Regions from separate parts of the Rattus norvegicus genome. Here region 1 is linked to region 2. The links are chromatin contacts, called in public Hi-C maps. All regions are on one chromosome and are shown on one strand. The core of a region is the stretch at or near the end of the contact, and the rest is flanking DNA. Distances in the headings are between cores, read along the strand shown.

The links. A called contact is a pair of places that touch in the nucleus more often than the background predicts.
Region 1: a contact with region 2 is called in a Hi-C map of Schwann cells, with 5 times the contacts expected there. The contact joins two enhancer-like sites. A contact is called at or near these places in 7 of 12 Hi-C or Micro-C datasets (the A7r5 cell line, the Rat2 cell line, Schwann cells and 3 more).

The regions. Positions count from the first base shown.
Region 1 is chr14:84,282,595-84,288,755 of GRCr8, reverse strand. No RefSeq gene overlaps it. Among named protein-coding and RNA genes, the nearest start is that of Emid1, 28 kb to the right of the region's middle. Within about 2 kb of position 2,670, at least 6 of the 93 cell types and tissues checked have an H3K27ac peak or open chromatin away from gene starts, as enhancers often do.
Region 2 is chr14:84,222,595-84,228,878 of GRCr8, reverse strand. Emid1 (EMI domain containing 1) reads left to right here. Exons shown (of 15, transcript NM_001401622.1): 13 at 2,343-2,387. Among named protein-coding and RNA genes, the nearest start is that of Rhbdd3, 17 kb to the right of the region's middle. Within about 2 kb of position 4,353, at least 2 of the 93 cell types and tissues checked have an H3K27ac peak or open chromatin away from gene starts, as enhancers often do.

The DNA.
Region 1 (6,161 bases), core at 1,421-3,920, 62 kb before region 2:
GGAGAACTGAGGGGACACACACACACACACACACACACACACACACACACACACACACACTACCCCTGTGCCATACAGCAGCCTGGCCTGAGAGAGCTGTAAGGAGAGAGAGCATAGCCTCCTCCACAGTCTGCCTGGGTCTCTCCTCACTGGTCTGCCCAGCAGGGGAGGGCAGCTGGTTCTTGGGGTTGTCTGTTCCTCCCCCCCCCACCAACACCCCACCCCACCCCCGCTCCGAGGAAGGAGCCCAGACCCAGGACAGCTGGCCGCCTGCACAGTGTTTTCCAGAGCCCAGGTTCTTTTAATTATAAGCAGTTTGCCGCCCTCAGCAATTCTTTGTTTCCCTCCACTAATACCCATGAGTTGGACTCCGCCCCCAAAGCCTCCCAGCCAAGCCCTGGGTTAAAATCATTTCCTTCCCACATAGAGATTCCTCCAGTCTGTTAGCTTGGCCTTCCTTCTGCGAGTGAGTGAGGCAAGGCGGGTTGTCTTGTTTGGCTGGGATTTACCACAGTGCCCTCTCTCTCAAGTTAGTTGCTAAGGCTTTGGACTCTCCCAGTTTGGGCATATCACTGGAGGCAAATCGGAGCTGAAGGCAATGGCGTGCAGGACACAGGCTTGATGTCACGCCCTGTGCGTGTAACTTGGGCCAACTTCTGCCAGGGAAACCAAGGATTTCTTTCCTACCAGAGAAACTTGACTATGCACCTAGACTCAAGGCAGGGCCTGCTGCTGCCACCACAGGTCTCCAGACCCCACTCAAGTTACCTTTTCTTCCAACCCCAGTGTCACTGCCCATGTATTAAATTGGTTGAGCACAGACAGCTATGAATGGTGCACCAGAAATCCCTACAGTTGGGAGGCTGAGAAAGGGTGTGAGTTCAAACCCAGCCTAGGCTACGTAGCAAGAGCCTGTAAGTAAACGGAACACCTCAGATTGAATTCAGCCATTGCAGTCAGCGCCTGAGCTTTATCATTTTTGGGATTTTTTGGTGGTTTTTGGTTTTGGTTTTGAGACAGTGTTTCTCTGGTGTCACCTGGCTGTCCTGGAACTCACATTCTAGACCAGGCTGGCCTTGAACTTAGAGATTTGCCTGCTTCTGCCTCCTGAACACTGGGATCAAAGGTGTGCACCCCCATACCCAGCCTTTTAAAAAATATATAATTTTTAAAATTCCATGTGCATTGGTGCTTTGCCTGCATGCATGTCTATGTGAAGGTGTTGAATCCCCAAGAACTGGAATTATAAACAGTTGGTGTAATGCGGGTGCTGGGAGTTGAACCTGGGTCTCTGGAAGAACAGCCTTTGCTCCTAACTCCTGAGCCATCTCTTCAGCCCTGGCTTGTACATTCCTTATACGTTTAGATGGGTTTTTTTAGCAGTAACTGTGGATCAAAGTCAGGAGAGGACCCACAGTAATAGAGCCATGGTCGATAGTCCCTATTCTTGTGATTTGGTTGGTTTTGTTTTGTTTTGTTTTAAAAAAAACAAACAAAAGATCTCATCCAGATGAGACAGGCTTTGAACTTGTGATGTAGTTAAGGTTGGCCTTGAATGTGATTCTCTCCCATTTCCATCTCCTGAGTTCTGGGATTACAGATTTGTGCCACCATACCCTGCCATCGGTCCCTATTCTGCAAATAAGAGTTGAGTCACAAACCAGACGTCACAGGGACTTTAGGTGATCTTGTCTTTGGAGGGAACCTGGCCTCATATCAGATGACAAGCCAACAACGCATACATAAGGGCAGTGTGCTTCTGAGAAAAGAACTGACATGGTTCCTGTCAGTGATTGTTTTTCCCTTAGCATGTTCAAAGCATGGTGTGTGTGTGTGTGTGTGTGTGTGTGTGTGTGTGTGTGTGTGCGCGCGCTCGCGCGCCAGCGCACGGAATGCCATGGTGCACATGTGGAGGTCAGAGGACAACTTGAAGGAGTTGGTTTTCTCCTTCACAGTGTGGGTTCTAGAGCTTAATCTCCGGTTGTCAGGATAGCAGCAATCACCTTTACTTGCTGAGCCAACTCCCGTGGCCCTCTCCACCTTCTGCTCTGAGCCAGAGCCTCTCACTGTACCTGGAGCTGGCCAGCAAGACCGGCTTTTGCCTCCTACCTTTTCCTCCTCAGCCCTGGGACTGCAGGTACGAGCTTTCTTACTTATGGGCTGAAGCTGGAACTCAGGTCCTCTCGCCTGCCCAACAAGCACTTTCCCAATTGAGCCATACCCCTCGGGCCGCAGCGCCACTGTGTCTCCCACCCGTCATCTCTGGGCTTAATCCACCATGCTGCTCCTGTTCCTTCCACAAGTTTCATCATCAATTAAGGCTGCGCTTCTCAACCTTCCCAGCGCTGCGACCCTTTAATACAGTTCCTCGAGTTGTGGTGACCCCCCAGCCATAAAATTGTTTCACTGCTGCCTCATAGCGGCTGTGACTGTTACAAATCGTAGTGTAAATATTTTTGGAGCTAAAGGGTTGCCAAAGGGGTCTCGACCCACAGGTTGAGAACCGCTTAATTAAGGGCCCAAACACAGAAGAACTTGAATGACCTCCAGTTTCTTCAAGGACCCTGGTGGGCAAACAGACGGGGCCCGGCGAAGCACCTGGCCCAGCCGGGCTCCTGGCCTGAAGGCTCTGGCAGGCCTCCACGCTGCAGAAGCCTGTGCAGCCTTGCTCACCAGTGCCTCCCTGTGGTGAGATCTGAGATCGTGAGGAAGTGAACACGATCCAGGCAACCTGCATCCTCCATTAAAGTCTCCGGTTTCTTGGCCTCCGAGAAATCTGGACTTCGACTTTGCCCTTCTCCCTCTTAGGATGATAGAATCTCTCACACTTGGAGGTCATTTCCCAATGCCCTGACCTTATTGTTGTGGGGTATTCACCGGAAAAGACTGCTCAGACATGGGTTTAAGCCAATAGAAAGTCTTTATCAGCCTGCCTGAGACCACACTGGGTGTTTGGGATCCCAGTGTAGCCTGGAGCTTTTCTCAGGGTGAGATTTTATGCACAAAACAAACAAACAAACAAACAAACAACAACAACAAGAAACGATATCCTGGGTTGACATTCTTTCCAGTTAACAAGGACAGTTAGCCAGAAGAGGCTCCACAGAAGACAAAAAGCAAGCTTAGTCCTTTTTTTTTTTTCCTTTTTCTTTTTTTCGGAGCTGGGGACCGAACCCAGGGCCTTGCGCTTCCTAGGCAAGCGCTCTACCACTGAGCTAAATCCCCAGCCCCAAGCTTAGTACTTTTAGAGACTTTCCCAGAACTAAGGGGTTTGATGGATAAGGTCTTTGTTTTAAGTTTGTTTGTTTTGTTTTTCGAGACAGCGTTTCTCTGTATGTAGCTCTGGCTGTCCTGGATCTCACTCTGTAGACCAGGCTGGCCTTGAACTCCCACTCACAGAGCCCCACCTGCCTCTGCCTCCCGAGTGCTGGGATTAAAGGCGTGTCCACCCTGCTGGATTGGGTCTTTGTTTGGTTGTGGCGGGTGGTGCTGTCCACACGCTGAGTTTTACAGCCTGAATGGCGCTTCCGTCATGGAGTCAGTTATGCTAAGACCTGTGGACCTGTTACACTGTGACTTAGCAGAAAAACGATCTCTCTCTTACACACACGCACACCCTCCCCTCACACTGCCCAGGGGTCTATCAGTTACTTTTGTGTCTTTGTAACCAAGAGCCCACAGAAACAAGTGAGTCTTCTCTCACGTTTCTGAAATCCAGTTCCTCACACTGAACAGAGTACAATGGGGAGGAGCTGTGGTCACAGAGGAGGCCAAGACAGGAAAGGCTCATTCAGAATGAGGCCAGGATAAGCAACTCCTCAACCCGGAAAAGGTTTCTGAAGAGCACCCTTTCTTCCTCTCAGTGGAACTCAGCCCACAGCAGGAGCATGACCACCCATGTCCCATCTGTGAGGGTCCGTGTTACCGACACGGACATGAGGACCCCCCCTACGGGAAGAAACCGGGTTACATGACAGTCCGTATATCTTCCATATTTCTTCAGTTTTGTCTCTTAAAAACATGTATTATGTTTGTGTGTTAGAGAAAGACTCTGTGCATTTCTGTACACCAAATACATGCACAAGGCCAGAAGAGGGTGTCAGATCCCCGGAAACTGGTGTTACAGGTGGTTGTGAGCCACCATGCAGGTACTGGGAACTGAATCCTCCACCAGTGCAGCCAGGGCTCTCAACGGATGCCTCCTTTCTCCAGCCCCATTGTGCTAGCCATCCAACATGGGTGCCCAGCAAGAGCAGCTGCTCCTACCCACTGAGCCTCCCTCTTCCCCCTTTAAAGAAGATCTTGTTAGGCTGCCCAGGTTAAGGGATATGTGCATGACTGTCTGTGCAAGGGCACTAAAGCCCCAGCCAGGCTGTCAGTGAGCACCTCTGGAGGGAGGGGGAAGAGGGAGAGGGAGCACCTCTGGAGGGGCAGGAGGAGGAAGGGGATCACGGGAGCACTCCCACTTTATTTAATGTCTTTACGTGTGGCTCAAGTCTTTTTGCATTTATGAACTACATGCACCACTTTGGAAACACAATGACATTGATCTTTGAAAGAATGGGAGGCACAAAAGAAAGCACAGGCAACATTAAGTGTCCCCGTCACTCAGAAGAAAGCAGCCATGCGTGTTTCCAGAGCACCAAGGAGACTATGTGTCCTGCTTGGGCAAGTCACCTGGAGCTGTGCCAAAGCTACTGGCCTGACATCCACTTTGTGGCCCAGCATTACCCGCTGTCCTGCCTCACCCCAAGTCACCCCCAGAGACACCTGCTGGGACAAGCAAAGCTTGTCCCCATAGCGTCTCTCCAAAGCCAGCAGAATGTTCAGTTACTACACCAAAGGTCCTTTTCTTTGAAAACTACAAAATAAACATCTTTAGCACCCCTCCTCCCTCCCTGCGCTGGCAGTCCACATGTTTATGTCTTTGGAAAGAGAAAGGAGAGAAAGAAAAGAGCTTCGGCAAGCTTCCCCTTCCTCCCGAGCAGATGGCACCAAGTCAGTAATGGACCCTCCACATTTGGGGCGTTTGATCTTCCAGTGGGTCTACAGCAAGCTGCAGGGAGACTGCCGAGGGAGGCTTCAGGGCCTCGGGACGCTCTGTGGAAGGACAGGGCAGCATCTTTTAAAGTGAATCAGGTACTAGAGATCTAACCCACACCAACCCTCAAGGCACAAGCACAAAAGTGTGCAGGGCTGGCCTGCAGCGTGAGGAATTTGGTCCCCCATGCTTCCTGCTAAACAGGACACTCATGCTATTTCATTTGACCCTGAGGGACAGCGATCGATCACAGTCCGCCCTTCTCTGGGCCGTAACCAAGGAATGAGAAGGACTGTAACAAATATCTGAGGATAAACATTGAACCAAGGCTTTCTGGGGCTTGGAGGTTTGGAAGTTTGGCCTGTGGTCAGTCAGCCCCGCTGCTCTGGGCCTGGGTGACACATCACAGTGAGAGCGTGTGTTGAGGAAAAACCCGCTCACCCTTTGACTGGGCAGCAAGAGAAGAAATGGAGTCAGGCGCCTAACAAATCCCTTCAAGGACACACCCCAAATGACATAAGGACCTCCCACTAGGCCCCGCCCCTTAAAGGTACCGCCGCCTCTCAGTAGCGACAAACAGGAAGCCAAGCCTTCCACACATGGCTTTGGGAGGCATTGCAGACCTAAACTGTCACAGTTTAACTGTGACTTTGCCTCCATGGTCAGTGTCATCGCCACAGAGGCTACTGGAAAGAACGGACTAGAAAAAATGGGGGTGAGAAAAGGGGGTTCCATCTGTGCCATGGGGAACCCGCCATCCAAGGTGGGTGAAGACTTCCCAGTCTCCTGTGGGCAAGCCTTTACTCACGCTCTAGTCAATCGTTAACCTTGGTGAGACCAAACTCTAGTTTGTCATTGAGTCCTTAGAAGAAGGAGGTAGGCATTTCTATCTCCCCAGGGAAGACATTCTCATGTTCCAATCACTGCACCGGTTATGGCTGGAAAGGAGCAGACAGTGCCACAGCAAGGGGCAGAGTCACAGAGGGATGCGTGCTCACCGGGAGGCCAGCCAGCCAGGATGCTAGCCCTGCAAGAAAGAAGAGGGAACTGGGAAGTGAATGGCATGGGGGGATGCAAACCTGTGGACCAGCGAGTTCTTATGGAGCAAGGACCTGGGGCT
Region 2 (6,284 bases), core at 3,104-5,603:
GGAGGGGGAGGGAGGGAGGAAGGAAGGGAGGGGGACAGAGAGAGGAAGAGAGAGAGAGAATGTATGGGCATGAGTTGTTCATAATGTTTATGATCCTTGAGACACCTAATTTTCATTTCTGATATTAATAATTTTAATCGTTATTCTTTTATCTTGGCTTGATGAAAAACACAGTGATTTTTATTGATTTTTTTTTCTTTTTTCTTTTTTTTCGGAGCTGGGGACCGAACCCAGGGCCTTTTTTATTGATCTTTTAAAAGCACAGTTGATTTAAAAAAAAAAAAAAAAAAGGAGTAGCTTCTTGTTGGTTTTCTCGATTTTCCCTTTTCTGCTTCACTGCTTTCCAATCACGCTGTGTGCTTGTTTGTTTGTTGAGACAGAGCTTGCTATGTAGCCCCACTTTGTGGTCTAGGATGACCTTGATCTCCTGCCTCTACCTCCCAAGTGTGCAGAGAGCGTGCATGTGTGTGTGTGTGTGTGTGTGTGTGTGTGCACTAGAGGTGTGAGCCCATGTGCAGTCACTTGTACCACTGTGACTTTTTCCTCTCTCTTGCTTACTGTAGGCTCCGTCTGTTCTGATGTTTCATGGCCGGAGCTTCAGTCATTGGTTAATTATTCTGGTGTCTCCTCTAACGCCTACAGTTTCCCCTGAGCGCTCCCTTTGCTGTATTGCACAAATTTTGACAGGTTCTATTTCCACTTGATTCAAAATAGTTTTGCGTTTCCCTTGTGGTTCCTTCTTTGTCCTGTGTACTCAGGCAAGTGTATTTCATCTCCTGATGGCTTAGACTTTGCCAGGTTAGTTTTTTAGGTATTTGATTTCTTTCCTAGTTCTACAAGATTGTCTGAGATCATGCCTTGTATGTTTTGTCTTGATGTTTGTTTTTGGTTTTTTTTTTTTTGGTTTTTTTTTTTTTTTTTGTTCTTTTTTTCGGAGCTGGGGACCGAACCCAGGGCCTTGCGCTTCCTAGGTAAGCGCTCTACCACTGAGCTAAATCCCCAGCCCCATCTTGATGTTTGTTAAGGAGTGTGTTTTATGGTCCTTTCTCCTGCTCAGTGTGTCCATTCCTGATGGACGCAAGTCACACACTGAAGAGCCTCAGGTTTTTGCTTTATTTATTATTATTGCGCGTGTATCTGATGTTGGGAGCATGCATGAAACACAGGACAGAGTTCAGCTCTCTCCTCCCACTGTGGGTTCCGGGATCCCCTAAGACCCTCAGGCTTGCCCGGATTTGCCGAGCCATCTCCATGGTCCAGAATATCTGTCATAGATACTTTATTAATTTCTTTAAGATTTCTTTTTACGTACATGAGTATTTTACCTACATGTATGTCTGCACATTACATGCATGCCTGCTGCCTGCAGAGGTGGAAAGAGGGTGTCAGTTCCCCTGGAACTGGAGTTACAGATGGCTGTGATCTACCATATGGGTGCTGGGAATTGAACATGGGTTCCCTGTGGGAGCATCCAGTGCTCTTAAGCACTGAGCTGTCTCTCCGCCCCGGTCTTAGCTGTTTTAAATGCCTGGTCTCCTACTTACAACACCGCGTTAGCTGTGGGTCTGTTTCTGTTGACTGATCTTTCTCTTAAGTGCGCACCTTGTTTCTTGTTTATTGTCTTCACACAGCCTTTCCTCAGAAGCTTTATTGGATGAGGGGGGCACAGTCTGAGGAGCCCACTCTGTTATTTTCTTGAGCAGTGCAGGGGGCCCCAGGACAGCCAGATTACAGATGGGTCACCCCACTCTTTCAGAAAGTTACCTTTATTACAGAAAGTCCATTTGGGTTTTGTTCTTGGTCCAAAGAAAACTCCATAGCCCTGACCTGTGTTCTTTCTGTAAAAGCCTGGCTTTGTGCAATTTCACGAGAAAGCATTGGGTATTTCCAAACTCTCGGTGCTATGTGATAGGAAGTTCTTGAAATCTGTGCTTAACCCTACCAGTGTGTTGTCTCCTCCCTGGGCTCCTTGCACACTGCCCTCCCCAAGGACTGAACCCAGTGTCTCATGGGTGCTAGGCAATGGCTCTGCACCAGCACACACACCCAGGTTTTCGTTAGTCTTTCTTCCTTACGCCAGCCCTCTCCTACATCTTCATCTCTCTTCCCTCTCTTCCCTTCCCCTCCCCTTCCCCTCCCCTCCCCTCCCCTCCCCTTCCCCTCCCCTCCCCTCCCCTCCCCTCCCCTTCCCTTCCCTTCCCCTCCCCTCCCCTCCCCTCCCCTCCCCTCCCCTCCCCTCCCCTCCCCTCCCCTTCCCTTCCCTTCCCTTCCCTTCCCTTCCCTTCCCTTCCCTTCCCTTCCCTTCCTTTCCCTTCCTTACTTCTGTCTCTGACTTCTTTCAGGGAGAACCTGGCCCCAAAGGAGACCCTGGTGAGAAGAGTCACTGGGTAAGCTACACCCTGCACCTGCCTCCCCTCCTGCCGCCCTGCCTCCCGCTGCCTCCCTCTGCCCTCCCCTGCCTCCCCCTGCCCTGCCTCCCTGCCTCCCCTCCCCCTGCTTTGCTTCTTCCTGATTCCCTTGCCCTCCCCCTGCCTCCCTCTGCCATGGGTGCTCAGTTAAGGGTTCTCTCACCAGTAGACCCTGGGATCAAGGGTGTCCTCCTCACATACTTACCAGAGCCCTGCTCCCACACCCTCCCAACACTCCCCCTCCAGCAGACCCCACCCATGCTCTGTCTCTGTCTCCGCCTCTGTCTTCACCCACTCACCCTCTGTAGCCTTGCCTGTTGGCTGTTGGGCAGTTTAGGTGACCCAGGCCAGACCCCTTCTCCACTTCCATGGTCCCTCCTGTCAAAGGTTTGGGCTTTGTCCTGTTGACCACAGAAGGAGGAGAAATGTGAAGAAACCATCCACCTAAAACAGAAAAGGGGGGGTTGGGGATTTAGCTCAGTGGTAGAGTGCTTGCCTAGCAAGCGCAAGGCCCTGGGTTCGGTCCCTAGCTCTGAAAAAAAAGAAAAGAAAAAAAAAAAAAAAACCAGAAAAGGGACCTCAGTCAAGCAACAAAAAGGGATGCACAAAGGACCCATGGCATAAAGGGCTGGGGACCTAGAAACCAATAGACACACAGAGAATGTGAAGCTTGGGAAGGGAAACCTTGAAACCATTACGTGGTTAATGAGGCCAGGAGACCTAACTTTGCTATGTTCAAAAGATCTGTACTAGGTAGCATGACCTACCTTAAGTGATCCACTAGGGAGGCCTAGAAACTGTCATAAGCCAAGAGAACCATAGAAACCGAGATAAAGTGATCACTACCATACGAAGGATGCTGGACAATAGAAAGGGAGGCCCAGAAACTGTCACATGCAGAGCAGACACTGAGTAAATGGGAAGAGAGATCTGCAGACCACATATGCAGAAATCTCAAGATTTCAAGGACCTCACCGGGAACCTTCAAGATCTATAGAAGTAACTAAGGAACAGATTTGGGGCCTAGGAATCTACTCTGCCTAAAGACAGATAAGGAAGCCTAGAACACACCATGCCCTGAAGTCTCAGGTGCCTGCACTTGGCAACCATTGCAAACATGGGAAGCATTTGGCAAACTGGTAGGGTCATCATAAACATCACCACAGCAAAGGCAACCTGGGTGTTCTGTAGAAGCTGGCGTTATACCTTCCCTCCTGCTATTCCTTAGCACCACTGGTGAGGATGTGGCCAGCATTAGCCTCCAACCTTGTCTTGTCCATTTGTGGTCATGGAGTCAGTGATGGATACAGCCGTGGTAGTCCTCATCCTGCACGAGTCCACCTCTGTGTACCCCATGACTTCTAGGGGCCCTGCTACCTCTCCCAGATGCTTGCTTCCCAACCCTCCATCCTCACCCATCCACTCCTTGTGGTTCCTGGCCTTTGATAGTGTCAGTGTGGACCCGGCTATGAGCAGGGAGACCCATATGAGCAGCTCTCTGCCTCCTCCGGGCCCCTCACTCTCCCAGAGATACAGGATGAGAAGACTGGTTTTCACCCATCCCAGAAAGTATGGGAAAAACCAGGTCACTACAGAGCCAGGCGATGTGCAGCTCCTACCCTTGCATGGGGACCCTGGGGCCGCCCCAGGTCAGACCTTGAACCCAGGACTAGCTATGGGAGGGGCCCCCATGAGGTAGCAGGACCCCTACCTGCCCACCTTTTTCTTTCATCACCTGCACTTCTACTCCTGCTTGCTGCCTGGGAGAGGGCTCGCTGGGCAGGAGATGCATGTGGCTTCCGGGCTGAGGGACCTGCTCTGTTAGAGGTAGGTAGGGATCCTGGTACAATGGAAAGAAACATCCCGCGGACACACTTCACCCACCAGCGCCCCCTGAAGGTAGTGTAGCTTTCAGAGCCGCTTACCAAGTTTAGCTGTAGCTCAGCAGTGTCACCAGGTGGTCACAGTCATGTACTGCAGGAGCTGAGTGACTGGCCTGAGTTACTTTACCTAATTAAGAGGGAAGCGGGCCTTCATCCTTTATTTAGTTAGGGAAACTGAGGACTAGCTCTGCGGAGCAAACTGGTGGCACCAAAAATGAGACCCGAAGTGAAACAGGCTAAGACACCTAAGTTCCCAGAGAGGCTAGAGAATCCATTACCGTTCTCTAAGCATCGCTCGGTATACCAGGCTCAGGGTTGGGCAGTGTAGAGAGGCACTCTGCAGACACAGGCCCCAGGAGGAGTCACCATGAAATCGGGTAAAACACCATGGTGAGCAGCCACAGGACAAAGGGGACTTGGCTGTGGTGGGGTTGTCTATATAAATAGTGCACTGGTGACGAAAGGGACCTAACCAGTCACGGGGTAATCAGAGATGTGGGGGCAGCTTATAAAAGGGACTGGGATATATTCAGAGTAGCAAGTACATGGGGTGGCAGGCAAGATGTGAGAGAGGATAGAGGCTCTCAGAAATGAGGAGGCTGCCTAAGGGATTCTAACGACGGTGGACACGGAGCGTCGTTAAGTATTGCTAAACTCCAAACCCGGAATGGTGGCTCACACTGCAATCCCAGCATTCAGATACCTGAGGCAGAAGGATTGCTCCAAGTTCAAAGCAAACCTGGGCTTCAGAGTGAGATACTGAAGGATCTCAAAAATTAAGATTTTTTTTAAAAAAAATTAAAGAATACAAGGAGTGGTATGGTCAGGGTTTTGTTTGCAAAGTATGTTTCTGAACGCCAACTTGGAGAATGGATTGGAAACAGAAAAGAACTCCGGAGGCCATGGGCCTTTAAGTGGGAGCACTGACAGGCAGCAAGGCCGACAGTGGTCAGTGGAGTCTGGGGACCTTGGGCGCTGCCTTGGCTGTGAAGGGAGGGAGGCAGAGCTGGGACTGGTATAAAAACCTGTAATCCCAGCTGCTCAGGAGACTGAGACAATAGGATCGCAAGTTCAAGGCCAGCCTGGACAAGTTAGTGAGATCTCGTCAGAGAATATATAATATTCTCACAGTAAAAGGGAGGGGGCTGGGATAAATCTCAGTGGTAGAGAAGCTGGTATGTTTGAGGCTTTATCTCCAGTACAACACCCATGGAACACAAACAGGGAGACGGACGGCTCAGTGGTTGGGGGCCTCACTGAGGACCTGAGTTTGACTCCTCTATTACTCATGTGACAGCCCACCTCGATCTGTAAGTCTAGTGCCAAGAGGACTTCTGGCCTCAGTGGGCACAGCTCACACATGGTGCACAAACATTCGTGCAAGCCCAGATGCAATATTTATACACAAAAGAATAAATAAAAATCTCAGCGAAGGGCCGGAGAGATGGCTTAGAGGTGAAGAGCACTGGTTGTTCTTCCAGAGGTCCTGAGTTCAAATCCCAGCAACCACATGGTGGCTCACAACCATCTATAGTGAAATCTTGGGCCCTCTTTTGTCTTGTAGGTGTACATGTAGATATACATTAAATTAAAAAAACTCTTAAAAAAACTTAGCCAAGATCTGAGCAAGGTTCCTACACTGCAGTTTGTCACAGTTCTTGCATCATAGCCTAGAATGTGCTTCCTGCCCCTCTCACTGGTGGTCCTAGATCTGTCTACCTGCTTCTTCCCAAGGAGATAAACATTCTGAGTAGCACTTGCTGGGACCAGATCCCCTTTGATTTACCTCATTGGCCCATCGTCCATGCTGGGAATGGCTTCATGGTGTTTTAAAAAAAAAAAATCGACCTTTTAAAATGTTTTAAGATTTATTTTTATTTATGTGCATGTGTGTAAAAGTGTATATCACAAGTGTGTTGGTATCTAAAGAAGCCAGGAGAGGGTGACAGATTCCCTAGACCTGGAGTTAGTTACAGGTGATTGTGAGCTCTCC